2 separate regions of the Gossypium hirsutum genome follow, and region 2 is linked to region 1. A link is a contact called in public Hi-C data. All regions are on one chromosome and are shown on one strand. The core of a region is the stretch at or near the end of the contact, and the rest is flanking DNA. Distances in the headings are between cores, read along the strand shown.

The links. A called contact is a pair of places that touch in the nucleus more often than the background predicts.
Region 2: a Hi-C map of leaf shows a contact between it and region 1, with 4 times the contacts expected there. The contact joins the enhancer-like site here to the promoter of LOC107899334 in region 1. A contact is called at or near these places in 19 of 34 Hi-C or Micro-C datasets (anther, callus, cotyledon and 5 more).

Annotation. Positions count from the first base shown.
Region 1 is chrD04:45,904,769-45,907,533 of Gossypium_hirsutum_v2.1, forward strand. LOC107899334 (CASP-like protein 5B2) reads right to left here and starts at 1,279. Exons shown (of 3, transcript XM_016825016.2): 1 at 808-1,279. The coding sequence starts at 938.
Region 2 is chrD04:45,951,340-45,954,048 of Gossypium_hirsutum_v2.1, forward strand. No RefSeq gene overlaps it. Among protein-coding and RNA genes, the nearest start is that of LOC121216643, 6.7 kb to the left of the region's middle. Within about 2 kb of position 1,357, at least 1 of the 9 cell types and tissues checked has an H3K27ac peak or open chromatin away from gene starts, as enhancers often do. A contact at or near this core is called in leaf, where this site is marked.

The DNA of each region.
Region 1 (2,765 bases), core at 29-2,528:
CAAATATAGCAAATCAGACATGTCTATGATTTATTTAGCTCCACTGTTGCAATAACATTGGATGATAGATGATTGCTTCTGCTTAACAAAGTAAATTACCAGATGCTAAATTTACACAACTTCATATTCAGCTTAAACCCAATTCTGGAAGAATTGGTACGCTAGAAGTTTATGCACGCATCCTATACATTTCTCTGAAGAGTAAAAAACCATACCTTTGACATTACTAATTGAAGGTAGAAAAATCCCATACCTTTGACATTAAACCCTCTTAGCTTCTCAACCAACATATGGAAAATCATTAAAAAAAACTAGGAAAAAATTAAGCTAAACTTAAAACTGAAACCCACTTCTCATGCAAAATACCAAAGTAGAAATCTAGAACTTAAATTTCATCCAATAAATTCAAACAAGAACTAGAACATCAAAATCAGCTACTAAATAGTAGTGTAAAAACAAATTTTGAAGTAAAACACACATCACTTTATAAGATGCAAAGAGGTAGAAGTCCACATGTCTAAAAGTCAGGTCAATTTCACCTTCTATTTTTCCTATTCTTTCTACCCATTTAGGAAATAACCTTTCATGAACAGTTTTGCCTACCTAATCTTGCTGCCCAGATGTTTGCTTTAAGATGATTCCGATTCAAACAAACCATTTTAACTAAAATTTTGTCAACGATTAAACCCAAGAATACTGGAACAATGCCCCCCCCCCCCAACACACACAAAAAAAAACCCCCATTAATTCTAACAAGGTAAAATTTGAGAGCAAAGCCGAAAGAAGAAAAATGAAAAAACGAAGTACCAGAAAGCAGTGTAGGTAGAGAAACCAGAGGCAGAGACCATGAGTGCAATGGAAGCAGCAGCAAAAGCACACTGGGTTACCCTTAGTGTTAATCCACTCACCGTTCCTGGACTCCCAATCAACTCCTTCATCCTCTTACTTCAAGCAAAAAGGTCCCCAACCGTATCGCCTAAACTCTAAGGGTCCTCCTTGCAGAAAAGGGAAAGAAACCCAAGAATCTTAAAGTCCTTCCATTAATGGAACTCAAATCCAGAGTCCAAATCAATTTCTTTTTTGGTTGAACAATTTAAAAAGGTAATATGGAAAAGGGCATTTTGGAGTTTGGACCAAACTGATGAAATTAAACAAAAAACGTATGACTTAAGAAATACCCTGAAATTATGATTAGCTTAGCAGATCATAATTTATAAATTTGGTGACATTGATGGTCTTGATTCGGTGAATAGAAAGAGAAAGAGAATGTTTTTGGTTTGGAATAATGACTTTTTTTTAATCCTTAAATTTTATAAAAAATTTATTTAAATTATTTATTTTCGTCTTTATTAATTTTTAAATTTATATTTTTTTTGTTCAATCAGCTCAAAATGATAGAAGGTTATAATTTTTGCCCATTCACTTCAAAATCAATGAAGGTTAGTTTCATTGATATAGAATAAATATGGATTACCATAAAAATCACACATCAAACATTAAATTAATTAAATTATTTTTAAAAAATTTTAAAAATTAAAAACATTAAAATTAGTAAAAAAAACATAAAAATTATAAAAATATATTTTTAATACTTTTTTAAAAAAATTAAAAAAACTAATTAAATATTAGACTTGTGTCATTCACGTGACAATCCGCATTCAATAAAATTAAAAAAATCAAATTTTTCATTATTTTAAGTTAATTTAATAAAAAATAAAAATTAAATTAAAAGAAACTAAAATGATTTTTGAAAAATTATACTGCAAAATAAGTATTTATTATGACTATGGGTTTAGTGGGTTCAAGTTTAGGGCAAGTGAGTGACAGACTACTAACTAAATGAACTTTTCTTTCCTTTTTGTCCTTCTTTTTAGACAAAAAGGAAGGACTAAAGAAAGAAATGTTGAACAAGTTGTTATGAGTTAATGAGGATGGGTCGGCCTGAGCCATGGGTCTTGGACTTTTGGAGACGAAAAAAGAATCGCGGATCATGTTCAATTATAGGCGTAATGACTAGGCCTTGGACCTTAGCAGCCTATCGGTGCCAAGCCAACCGGCTTCGGCTTTCCAATGAAAGCATCTTTACTTCGAATTTTAAAACCCATTGTCTTTCTTGATTTCAATAATTTGATATTCGTTTCATTAAAAAAAAAACACTACAACAAATTTACTTCCCTCCTAATAGCAACCTATCAGCAAGGTCAAATTTTGCTATTACACCTTGTATTTTTTAAAAATAAATTTTGAAATTTTAGTTCTGATTCAACAGTACCAATTAAATTTATTTAGTTAAATCATGTTATTAATCTTGTATTTTATGTAAAATTATAGATTTAGTCCACCTTCACCAATTAGATCATTTATAGTGGCTATATTTTTTGAATTTCAAAATTTCAATATTAACGGAAACGATCGTCGTTAAATCTATTACTATTTTTTTAGTGATATGTAAAAATAACAAACATGCATAGCGTTATACTTGAGATAATATGCCTGACACATCAAATTTTAAAAATAACAGAACTTAACTTAATGAATTTAGTAGTTATCATTTAGTTATGCCTAAAATTTTCAAATTTTAAAAGTATAGGAATTGAAAATGATCAAGTTAAAATATAAGTACTAAAATCATAATTTACATAAAGTACAGAGTCTAATAGCATAAATTGACCAATCAGCAATATGACGAACCGACAGCTCCTAACAGCTACGCTAACCTATGAGACCTAGGGACTTTCGACGCTGAGTTTCACCCTATAAAAATT
Region 2 (2,709 bases), core at 107-2,606, 47 kb after region 1:
CTAACATATAAATATTGCGTTGACTTCATGACTTTGTAGTCGACAGACAGCTTCAAACTATACTTCTTTATTGCATGTAAACAGTCTTTCTTGTTATCGAATTGTTGTCTTACAAGCAACTCTTCAGCTTTTGGTTCTTCATCTAGTAGGTGAGTCGGCACTATATCTGGATATTCGGAGAGCTCACGTGCAAGCATCGCACCAGAATCTACATCAGTCATGAAAGCCCTTAGTTTATTACGGATAACTATATCGATTCCTGTGTATCCGGCCGAATGGGCATGTATATTTTCACCGTCCACCGAGCCTTCATCATCTATGCCTTTAGGGATGTCCCCCAACCCCATTTTACTGTTCATATCAGGTCATTTGGGTGATTATTTTTAAACCTGGGTCATTTCTGTAATTGTTTATTTTTTTCAGGTCATTTAGGTAAAATAATTGTACCTTGCTTTGAAATTTTCTTGAGTTTTCATGTTGTTGCCTAATTTTGGCTATTTTACCGAAATGACCCAAAACAAATAAATAATTACAAAAATGACACAGTTTAAAAAATAATCACTCGAATGACCTAAAATGAACAGTAAACTTGAGTTGGGGGACTTAATGGCCAACACCACTTAAATTCTAACACAATCATTGCCTAATGATTGTATCAAAGGTTAAAAAAATATTTTTGGGCTATTGGACACTGGATGGCCTGCCATGTATTTTTTTTCAAACAATAGCATACTGGTATTTATTTATACTAGTATTTCAAAAAAAAATTTTAGTGCTGGACAATAATGCCTAGCACCACTTTTTCCTATAATTTTTTTTTTGAGTTAGGGGAAGTAAATGGTCGGTGCCCACTTTTTTGGGAACCAAAAATTTTTTTGGTTGCTAGGACAGTAATTAAAATAAAATAATTAATTAAAGGATAAATTATATTTAAAGCAAAAAATTTAAATTAAAAATAATCAACTAAATGATAAATCATATTTAAAACAATAAATTTCAATTAAAATAAAATAATTTAAATAAAAATAATTAAGTATAGGATAAATTATATTTAAAGCAATAAATTTAAATTAAAAATAATAAATTATATTTAAAATAATAAATTTTAATTAAAATAAAATAATTTAAATAAAAATAATTAAGTATAGGATAAATCATATTTAAAGCAATAAATTTAAATTAGAAATAATTAATTGAATGATAAATTATACGGGACACTAAATTATATTATAATTAAAGGATAAATTTAATGAAAGGCTAAATTAGATTTTAAGAAAAAAAAAAGGGTGTTTGGACGAGGCCACTAAATGGCCGGCTTTAGGCTAGCAAAAGGTGTCAGGCCTTGGCCTATGAATGGCCGGGTTCAGGCCTGCTTCATCGGGCCTTGTCAGACCAGTTAAATGGCCGGCTTCATTAGCCCATGTGAGGAGCGTTTTTTTGTTTCTTGAAAATTTTGGTGTCGGTCATCAGTGTGTCAGCACCTAAAAAAATTATTTTTTAAAGGAAAAAGTGGAGCCAACCATTTATTGTCCAGCACCTTTTTTTTTTGAAATACTAGTATAAATATATACCAGTATGCTACGATTTAAAAAATATATATGGGTGCTGATCATATATTGTTCAACACCCCAAAAAATAATTTTTAACCAATGACAGAATTTGTGACAGAATTTTAAGTGGTGTCGGTCATTAAGTCCCCCCAACCCAAGTTTACAGTTCATTTTAGGTCATTTAGGTGATTGTTTTTTTAACATGGGCCATTTTTGTAATTAATTATTTTTTTGATCATTTGGGTAAAATAACCCCGGATTTTATTTTATGCTTAGATTTTTTTTCATTTTTTAAATTTAATTTTTAAGAGTTGATTTGGCTAGGTTTTTTAAGGATTCAAGTTAGGGTAGGTTTGAGTTGGGTTTTGTTTTGGGTAATATTTTTAAGCTAAAATTTTGAAAAATCGAATTTTCCAGTTTTGTGGTGATTAGAGATCCAACGATTCAACATTCGAATCTGTTTCAATGGAATTCATTCTTAAAACAGTTTAAATAATCTAATTGAACTAATGATCTACTCGTTTTTTGGTTCAATCGATCTGATCGGTTGACCCGAACTGATTTAAACAACCATGATTTTAATTACTTGTTTTTAATTATTTTTTTAATTAGAATTATGATTACCAACTTAGCCTTGTAATATTTTTTTTCCAAAAAAGCTCTAGTTTTATTTTAAATAAGCATTAGCAACTTTTGTTGGAACAAATTTGAACACTAAATGGAACTTATGAAAAGTTTTTCATTTTTGTCTTAGGTGAAATCCAGAAATTTCAAGGGTGAGATCATGTGAATTTCAATCACTTGATAATATTGGTTCTTGATTCTTTAACATTAGCAGGTCTATATTCTATTCAATAGTTGCATGAGATTCACATTAGTTGACATCAGAGTTTTAGATTTTTCAGAATCATTTTAATCTATCCTTTTTAATTTTTCATCTTTTGTTTTTCATGTAAATTGTGTTTCTTTTTTCTTGAAACTTGTCTTTGTTGTTGATTCTATTTTCGTGTTTCTTTTTCAAGTCTAAAACATGTCTAAAAGTAAGAAAGAAATGTAGAAAACAAATTTGAAATGTATATATATATGAAAAAATACATCATGTGAAAAAAAAGAAGGAAAAAATTGTGAAAAAAAAAAAGAAAAAAATGGACCATGTAAA